Regions from separate parts of the Pan troglodytes genome. Here region 2 is linked to region 1. Evidence: chromatin contacts called from public Hi-C data. All regions are on one chromosome and are shown on one strand. The core of a region is the stretch at or near the end of the contact, and the rest is flanking DNA. Distances in the headings are between cores, read along the strand shown. Region 1 holds the start of TMED7 (transmembrane p24 trafficking protein 7). Region 2 holds the start of ATG12 (autophagy related 12).

What was found. A called contact is a pair of places that touch in the nucleus more often than the background predicts.
Region 2: a contact with region 1 is called in a Hi-C map of stem cell-derived neural progenitor cells, with 7 times the contacts expected there. The contact joins the promoter of ATG12 here to the promoter of TMED7 in region 1. A contact is called at or near these places in 4 of 7 Hi-C or Micro-C datasets (blood, induced pluripotent stem cells and stem cell-derived neural progenitor cells), 1 of 1 datasets of contacts at active chromatin or transcription factors (stem cell-derived excitatory neurons) and 1 of 1 other capture datasets (stem cell-derived neural stem cells).

What each region holds. Positions count from the first base shown.
Region 1 is chr4:113,335,479-113,340,540 of NHGRI_mPanTro3-v2.0_pri, reverse strand. TMED7 (transmembrane p24 trafficking protein 7) reads left to right here and starts at 2,858. Exons shown (of 3, transcript NM_001204309.2): 1 at 2,858-3,360. The coding sequence starts at 3,169.
Region 2 is chr4:113,548,071-113,553,132 of NHGRI_mPanTro3-v2.0_pri, reverse strand. It overlaps ATG12 (autophagy related 12), which reads left to right and starts at 2,415. Exons shown (of 4, transcript NM_001251998.1): 1 at 2,415-2,584. The coding sequence starts at 2,422. AP3S1 (adaptor related protein complex 3 subunit sigma 1) reads right to left here and starts at 2,377. Exons shown (of 6, transcript XM_001148407.8): 1 at 1,867-2,377. The coding sequence starts at 2,235.

The DNA of each region.
Region 1 (5,062 bases), core at 1,609-4,108:
TGGTATACCTGTGCATGAGCTTCTTGAAAGTAGTGATTCTCGTACTTTTTAGCCTCAGAGTTTTGTTTTGTTTTGTTTTGTTTTGTTTTTTTAAAGACAGGATCTGGTTTTATCACTGAGGCTGAAGTGCAGTGGTGTGATCATAGCTCACTACAGCCTCAAACTCCTAGGCTCAGGCAATCCTCCTGCCTTAGACTTCCAAGTAGCTGGGACTATAGGCATATGCTACCATGCCCAGCTAATTTTTAAAAGCTTATTATAGAGAGGAAGTATCACTATGTTTCCCGGGCTGGTCTTGAATGCCTGGGCTAAAGCAATCTTCCCACCTCAGCCTCCTAAAGTGCTAGGATTACAGGCGTGAGCCACCATGCTCAGCTGGGCCTCAGAATCGTAAAAATTAAAGATTAAATAAAAATTTTCAAATTAAAAAATGTCCAATAAAGGTTATTGAGATCTGAGATATTTAAAAATATTTGATAATTCATTTAAAATAAACAATAAACCCATTACATATTGCATTAGTTTCCTGAGGATCCCATCACAAATTACTACAAATGTGATGGCTTGAAACAACAGAAATTTTTTCTCTCAGAGCTGGAGAGTCAAGAAGTCTGCAAGTAAGGTATTGCCAAGGTTGATTCCTTCTGGAAGCTCTGAAGAAGAAGGTGTTCCAAGCCATTCTCCTAGTTTCCCATAGCGATGGGCAATCCTTGGTGTTCCTTGACTTGTGAACATATCATTCCAATCTGTATCTTTGTCTTCAGTATGCCATTCCCCTCCCCCCACCCTGCCCCTGTATCTTTGTGTCTGTGCATCTCAAATCTTCCCTCCTCTTATAAGGTGTATTAGTCCATGTTCATACTGCTATGAAGAAATACCCAAGACAGGGTAATTTACAAAGAGTAAGTTAAATAAATTGATAGTTCCACATGGCTGGGGAGGCCTCACAATCATGGTGGAGGGTGAAGGCACAGCAAAAGCACGTCTTACATGGCAGCAGGCAAGAGAGCATGTTCAGGGGAACTGCCCTTTATAAAACCACGAGATCTCATGTAGCTAACTACCTGTTATAAAACATGAACAATGTTTATAAACATGAATAATGCATTATACGTGCATTATGTGTTTATAAACACAAATAATGCATTATAAACACAAATACTGCTTTATGGGAAACATAAATGAATGGGAAGAACCCGCCCCCATGATTCAGTTACCTCCCACCAGGTCCCTCCCATGACATATGGGGATTATGGGAACTACAATAAAACCATCAGATCTCATGAGACTTATTCACTATCACCAGAACAGCATGGGAAAAATTTGCCTCCATGATTCAATTACCTCTCACCGGGTCTCTTCCGTGACATGTGGGGATTATGGGAACTACAATTCAAGATGATATTTGGGTGGAGACACAGCCAAACCATACCATAAGGATAACAGTCTTTAGATTTAGGGCCCACCCTAAGTCCCAGGATGACCTCATCTTGAGGGCCTTAACTTAATTACATCTGCAAAAGCCCTATTTCCAAATAAAATCATATTCACAGGGGTGGAGGGGTTGAAACTTGGACATGTATTTTTTAGGGGGACACAATTCAACTCACTGCACACATTTACATAAATAACACATCTTTTAATAAAAATATTTTCCAAATAAAAATTTAGCAAGAAGAGTGACCTTATTTTTGTAAATCTTTCATATCTAGATTTAAGGAAGAAGCTGGGTGCTCATTTCCTTTGATATTCAATCTGTTATGCTGTTTTGGTTGAAATATATAATGAAAATCCAGCTTCATACAGATCATTACATACCCTCTGAAAGGGTTTCAAGAGGCTTCTGGGGGTCTTCAGAGCAACACTTGAGAACCACTGCTCTAAAGCATATACTCCATAAATATATGTAAAATGGAATTTCCAGGCTGTGGCTACATATTCCAGGCCATATATATATATATACACACACACACACACTGTATATAGGTGTGTGTGTTCTGTGTGTGTATACATATATTCTACTTTATTAGATAATGGCACATTGTTTTCCAACTTGATTAACCAATTTACTTTTTCACTAGCAGTGTATAAGAGGTTTTGTGGCTCTATAAGTCGACCAATATCTGTTATTGTTACAATTAAAATTTTTGCCTATCTTGTGGTATGTAATTTATTGATTGCACTGTGACGTTTAATTTAACAAAAGTTCATCTAGTGCTTGCTATGTACCAACCACTTCTAGGTAATTTTTCCAAATATTGGTACTTTGTAATAATTCTCTATGGTAGGTGTTATTATCTCCATTCTACAGATACAGACTGAGGCAGAGAATTTAAGCAAGTGGCCGGACGTCACACAGCCAGTACGTGGCAAAGCAGGGATTAAGCACTCCTGCAGTCTGCTCTTAGAATTCGTGCTCCTTGCCCAGCTGCTTCCCCCAAATATTTATTATTACTTATGAGAAAACTCTGCAAATTGCAAAGCGCTCTACCACCAAAGATTAGCACCCTAGGGCAAAATGAGCCCTTTACCACTCCCTAGATGCTCCCCAGCGCTAAGTTCCCAGCGGAGGTTGCAGTGAGCGCAGATCGCGCCACTGCACTCCAGCCTGGGTGACAGGGCGAGACTCTTGTCTCAAAAAAAAAAAAAAAAAAAAAAAAAAAAAAAAAAAAAAGCCAGTGATTGGAGCGTAATTACCCTCGCCAACCGCCTGTAACCACGGCGGCCGCCACGCCCCGTTTCCTGGTCTCGCCCCTCTCCGCCCACGACTCTGGCCCCGCCCCTCGTCCCAGGCTGCAACGGAGGCAGAGCCAACGCCTCGCGGGCTTCCACGTACGCACTCCAACGCGTGTCCCCGGAGGAGAACACATCCGGGTCACGGGAGCCGGTGTCTCAGGCTCCGCCCCTTCACCCCCCCAAAGGCTAATCCCCACTTCCGACCCTCTCAGGCCTTTTCCGCTTCTCTTTTACCTCCCCAGGTGCGCCCGTCTGCGCCCCTCAAAGGAATCCGGAGGGTCGCTCTGATCCCGAATCTCCCACAGGCGTGAACCTGCTGTGCTGTGTATCTTTGCGGGGTGGCCTGCGCTGAGGCGTGCCGCGCGCCGTGAGTCCGCGCAGACCTGACCCTGCGTCTCGCAGCTCGGTTGAGGCCGCCGCCGCCTTCTCGGGATGCCGCGGCCGGGGTCCGCGCAGCGCTGGGCGGCCGTCGCGGGCCGTTGGGGGTGCAGGCTGCTCGCACTGTTGCTACTGGTGCCTGGACCCGGCGGCGCCTCTGAGATCACCTTCGAGCTTCCTGACAACGCCAAGCAGTGCTTCTACGAGGACATCGCTCAGGGCACCAAGTGCACCCTGGAGTTCCAGGTATCAGGGGCCTAGCAGTCCCTGGGCCCCAACTCGTGGCTCCAGGATTGGGGGTGTAACTTGAGGGATGGCACTTTCCTGTCCGTGTTTCCCCGTTCTTAGGCTAATTCAAAAATCGCTTCTAGGTAGCTGATGCCCAGCATTTGACTTTCCTCTAATAAACGTTGGGTGAGAGATGTTAAGACCGGGAGTTAAAATATATGAATTCCAGAAATGCTCCCTTTAGCATTTCTTTCCATTCTCATTTTTAAGGCCTATTGAGCTTTCTTCCTTAAAAGATTCCCTTAAAGAAAATCATTTATACTCTGTAGTACCCAGTGTCAACCTTCTACTCTCTAATCCACACCTCCAATTTAATTGGATTTGGAGTGCTGCCAATGTCTAACTTCATTGCTTTTCAGTTTTACCAATATTAGGACTGTTGGTTAATGCGGTCCCTGTCATTGGAAGAGCTCCATTACAGGTTGAACGGCCATTTGCCAAGGGAGTTGTAGAAAGAATTGCTGTGATAAATGAGAGGCCCCTTCTGATATTTGGGATTATATAAAAAAGAAACTTTAACAGAATGTGGTTTATTCGGTTGGTTAGAACAGTCTTTACTGAGCTTCAATTTTGGTTGGTAGGCGCATTTAACATTTGAGTAGTTATTGAATACTAGGTGCCAGTGGTACAGAAGTGGTCGAAACAGATAGGGTCACTGCCATCATTCATGATTCCCCTCTCACCCTGCTTTTCTTAACTGGTATCTGCTCATTCATCAGAACTGTGCCTTAAGAGCAGTAAGTAGGATCCATGACGGAAGGCTTCCTTTGGAAAATTATTTCAAGCTGAACTTTAAAGGATGAGCTATATACACCTTGGTAAGGGAGGAGGGGGAATAGCCTGTGGTAGTAGTGAACACTGAGAATTTCAGGGCCATAGAGAGAGGTCCAATATGGTTGGGAATAAGGAGCCAGAGCAAGGGGGTCAGCAGGGGCAGGCCAGATAGTGTCTTGCTGACCATGTTAAGGATTTGTTTTTCCTGAAAGTGTAGGAAGCCATCAGAGGGTTATAAGCAGTTCAGTGATATGACGAGAATATTCTTGGTAGCTGCATTAATAATAACTTGTGCAGGTAGAGAAGTGGTGGTAAGATGTTGCAGACTGGATGTGGAAGGCTGATTAGGAGGTTATTGTGGTGGTCTAGACAAGAAATGATAGTGGCTTAGAGTAGAGTGATAGCAGTGGGGTAAATGAAAAGTGAAAGGATTGGAGAGAAGGTAGTAGGTAGAATCAACAGGACTTGGTGATGATTTGGCTATAGTGGGTCAGGGAGGGGAAGCCAAGGATGACCCTTAGGCTTACTTACCTTCATGGATTAGCACCAGGGGACAGAAAAGAAGATAGCAGGAATTGTGATAAAAAGTATAAGCCGACATTTTCTTTGTTTGAATTTAATAAACATTTCCTGGATTTTTGTGTATGCAGACTCAGTGATTAGTGCTAAGGATACAATGGCTAACAAATTAGCATCTGTTATGTGTAGACAGTATGTTAAGCATTTCAGGTATGTTCTCAGGAAAGCCCGATATGAAATTGTTATAGCTCTTACTCCTTTTTTACTGATGAAACTGAGGTTTAGATAGGCTAAGATCCAAGGGCATAAAACTTAGAAGTAGCTAAATCAGTAACGCAGTCCCAAGTTAAATTCTTAACCACTTTAT
Region 2 (5,062 bases), core at 1,166-3,665, 210 kb before region 1:
GCACTGTCACTCATACAATGGCCAAAAATGCCACCAGAGCTGCCACTCCTGCCACAACTGCCACTTCCCACATTAACCGTCACTGCTACCTAGTAAGTGATGGTAAACAATACTTTGTTCCCACTTTTGGACAAGGGAAAGACAGATTCCTGAGTTTCTAAATTAAATGCATTTTTCAATAGATAGTTAAATTATACACTATACGAGTAGTATACACCGATTATATGGATTAGCCAGGAAACCCACTATTTTGAATATTGCTTAAGTTTAGATATGGAAAAATAATTTTTTGAATTGTTTTACTATTGCAACATACCTTTTTTACACTGCAAATGGATGACACTGGCAAAATGGTTATGACAAAGACTCCTTCAATAAAAGCTGGTACAATATTTTAACAAACAGGTAAAGTTAATGGCATTTTTTCCCATTCGAGAGGATCAACTAGAATTTAATCTGGATTAAAGAATGATGTAGAATTTTTAAACAGACCATTAGTATTCAAGTTATACTAAATTAAAACCACACACGAGTAGCAGAAAATATTCTTTATAGCTAGCAAAAGCAAAACAACTGAAAAAAATGATGAATAAGCTCAAGATTTCTCACTTCAACTAACACCTCCAGACTGCATTATCATTTTAGGCAAACTGACATTTTCACATTTACTTTGTAATGGCAAGATTGATTTCCATCTGGGACTTATCTGCATAAAAGTGTTAGCCTTGGCACAATTTCAAAACTGAATTGAAAGCTCATTTCTTGCTATAAGCAAAGTGCCACAATACCACACAACAGTTATACCTCACATTAATCCTACCACTGGGAGTCCAATTTTATGTGTTTCAGCTAGCGAATTCTGCCCTCAGATAAGCACATAACTCTATAAAACCCTTCCTCGATCATCAACAAATCACTTATCTCTACTACCTTAATGCCTCCTGCACTTGTCCATACTAAACAGTATTTACACGTCTAAAAGAGAAGTTCTACAAATGCTACTATTCTTCATAAATAGAAAAAAACTATAAATGAGGGCAAATTCCCATACGTGGAAAAATGCCAAACCAGAAGCTGAAATCATAACTTTTAGGTATAGAACCACAGCTCCAATCAGTCAACTACAAACGTCGCCGGTTACTTCGAGGGTAAATAATTTGCAGCCAGCTGGTAAAAAGCCTGATAAAAATATTAGGTCCTCACATATCTTCCTTTTCAATAAGGAGACACCTGAAAGTCACACTGGGGAGTCTGTCACGTATCGAAACATACAGAAGAGAGACTGTACAGAACATGCAGTTATCTATCAAACGCAGGAAGCCAAAGTTCCTGCGCTATGAGAGGATCACAGTGAAAAACGGTAGCCCATCTGTCCAAAGAACAGAAAGAAGTCCACCTGGAAAGGATGGGAGTCGGCGGAGGGGGGCGAGAAGAACGAGTTCCACGCCGTCTTCCTCCTCCCGGGCTAACTGCAGCCGCGGGCGGCAGGAAGGCAGCCGCGCGGGGTGGGCTCTTGGGGACGGGGCGCAGGGCTCCGCGGCGCGGCTGGGCTGCGGCTGCCCGATCGGCGAGGGCCGGGCGCCGGGAAGTCTCCAAGGCCTCGCCCGCGCAGCCAGGAAAGCATGCAGCCCACCGACGGGCGGAGGAACCGCCCGGGCAAAGCCACGTCGGTGGCTGACCGCGCGGCAAGGAGGTGGGCACCCTGTCCACACCCACCGGGAGGCTGACAGCTGGCGAGCGCCAGGCGGCCGGGACGCGACAAGGGCCGCAGCGCGCCGGAGGGGGTCGCTCTGAGAAAGCCGCGCTGGGCGCTGCCCGTCGCCAACGACTCCCCCTCGCCCGGATCAGCGGCGGCTGGATACTCACGTAGGGCTGGTAGAACTTGGAGAGCCGCGGCTTCCCGTGGTTGTTGAAGATTAGGATCGCCTTGATCATGGCTGTGCCGGGCCGACCGGGTGGGCACTGGGGGCCAGGGCGGGGGCGGGCGCGCGGGCCTCGCCTCGTAATCTCGCCTGCGATCCTTCCCCACCCGCCCCCTCCCGCACGCGACCGCGCGCGCTCCCGAGCCGTCGGGCGGGGCCCAAGGGGCGGGGCCTGGGCGAGGCAGGCACTAAGGAAAGCGGAAACATTTCTAGGTCCGAGCCAGCGGCCTAACGGGAGTGTGCGCATTCGACCGAGCACGGACACGTTGCCCACCGCTCCTCTCCCGAGGTCTGTAGTCGCGGAGAAACACATGTTGCGTTACTAACGTTCAGAGGTCTGCGACAGCTTCGATTTGAATGACTAGCCGGGAACACCAAGTTTCACTGTGTAATTGCGTCCCCCTACTCCGGCGCCTCCTTTGCGACGCTCCCTGGAGAAAAAGCACGCCCACTGCACGCGCTCAGTCGCTACTTCCGCTCTCGAGTCTTTCCAAGCAAGATGGCGGAGGAGCCGCAGTCTGTGTTGCAGCTTCCTCCCTCAAGTGCTGCTGGAGGGGAAGGACTTACGGATGTCTCCCCAGAAACAACCACCCCGGAGCCCCCGTCTTCCGCTGCAGTTTCCCCGGGAACAGAGGAACCTGCTGGCGACACCAAGAAAAAAAGTAACTGAATTTATTTCCGGGCAGAGAGGCGGGAGGTTCAGATTGCATCCGACTAGGGGTGGCGGCCAGTAAAGAAGCAAAATTTAGAGGAGCGCCTGTCCTAGACCTGCATTTTGACCAGTCATCAGAAGAAAAGAAGTGTACTTTTTGATTTTTAAGGCCTTTAAGTTGAGTGTTAAAGTACCATCTCTGTCTGTCGGTGTAGGGCCTGATACTTGGCTGCCACACTTAATTTTATACTGTATTTTTTGAGTTGGCCATACTGCGAGCTCTTTGAAGGAAGGAGGGAGCTGAGTGGGGGGGGGGTGGTCTCGGTAATTCCAGGTACTTAACACAGGAGCTAATTATTTGAGTAATGTTTTATGGTGTAGGGATGGTCATTGGCAAAGCCTGGATTAGCATTCACGCCTTCCAATTTAACTCGCTTTTGCTTTTTTCCCCCTCCCAGTTGGTTGTGAATTCACTCCTTAAACCAAAAACCAAATTCTTAACGCAAAATGAAGACTGCTAAGGGAAAGCTAAAGGCATAGATGTTACCTTTTTAAGAAACACATTTTGGAACCTTTGTGAGTTATTTCATTGCTTGAGCCAGCTATCCTCAACCCTTTATTGCTTGAGAATGTTTCCCTTTGTAAAAGAGATTGCTAACTTACGTGTTCTAAAGCACTCTGTGTAGAGTTAGAGTTGCCTATGGGAAAAGCAGCATATAAGCATCCTCGATTCAGAGAGGCTGATTTCGTCCTTAGACGTTTTCCCCGTTCTGTCTTAAGATGACAGTGGTCTCTGGCCGGGCGCGGTGGCTCACGCCTGTAATCCCAGCACTTTGGTAGGCTGAGGCGGGTGGATCACCTGAGGTCAAGAGTTCGAGACCAGCCTGGCCAACATGGTAAGACTCCATCTCTACTAAAAATATAAAAGTTAGCTGGGTGTGGTGGCGCGCGCCTGTAATCCCAGCTACTCGGGAGGCTGAGGCAGGAGAATCGCTTGAACCCGCGAGGCGGAGGTGGCAGTGGGCGGAGGTCTCGCCATTGCACTCCAGCCTGGACAACAAGAGCGAAACTCCGCCTCAAAAAAAAAAAAAAAAAAAAAAAAAGACATTGGTCTCATTGCCTTTTCTTCAACTTCTGCTACTGTGGAGGATAATTCTCTCCCAAGACTGCCCCCCTTCCCCCTTTATATCAGACTCCCATTTCCACGTGATGCACTATGAGTATTTCCATGGATAGCCACTAGAATCTTCAAAATAATTCTGCAGGTTTTACAGTGTTTTGTTGCATTTTTTCTTCCAATTTACTATAGGCAAGAGCGGACTTCCGGAGATTCTTTTTAAGGTCTAACAGTCTTAGTCAAAACTTGTTACTGGACTCTGATGATAGCTGTGTAAAACAAAAGCTAAAAAAAATGGCTTACAATCTAAATATTGCCCGAGGGCATATTTTCTTGGTCTGGACAGTATTTTTTTGCAAATTGAACTGTCATTTAAGGATGAGATTTTTATTTTCTGGCTCTTGTTAGCATTTGAGTTTGCCTCTCCAATATAAAACTTAGTTTCTAACTATTCCTACCTTGTGGTTGTCATCATTTGTTGAGGATAATATGATGAAAGCAGCTTAACTGTTTTGTATCCTCAGCCTTTGTTTTAATCTACAGAAGAAAGATTGTTGAAACAGACCAAGGTTTTGGCACTGGAGGTATGTTAGGTTTCCTGGGGAGTAAGTGTTTCCCTAGTTGATTCTAATGTGCATCCGGGTTCAGAACTACAAGCAAATCACCTTTAAAATTAAAAAGAGAGGGCAGCTGTAATTAAATTATTTTCCTTCTCTAGTTTCTCACTGTCTTACACTTCATCCTTGGTAGCATAACTCATGATATTTCCTGCTTCACTTTCTGGAAATGTTTAATTGCATTAATCGATTTATTGATATCCCCAGGGGATTTGAGGGAGCAGTGAAGGGAGGTATGAAAGATAGGCTAACTAAAATCCCACGTTATCTCCAAATTCATTCCTATTCCCAAGATAACTGGACCTAGGATAATTAAGTAGTTCTTTAGTAGGAAGATAAAGTGTGCATACATCATGTGTTCTAGATGCGTTCATTCCAGGAGTAAACTTGAATAAAATGACCTCTGATCTTTTGGCCCCAATATTTAATATCAAAAGAATGGAGCAAGAAGGGTGTAATAGAATAGAGTTAACTTTAGGGGGCAGCAATACACTATTTTGCTTTCAATGTGTCTTGCTTTTTGACTGTAGATTTTTTTTTTTTTTTTTTTTTTTTTGAGAGGATGTCTCAGTCTGTCACCCAGGCTGGAGTGCAGTGGCTTAATCTCGGTTCACTGCAACCTCCGCGTCCCGGGTTCAAGCTATTCCCCTGTCTCAGCCTCCCAAGTAGCTGAGATTACGGGCATGCACCACCACGCCTGGCTAAGTTTTTGTATTTTTAGTAGAGACGGGGTTTCAGCATGTTGGCCAGGCTG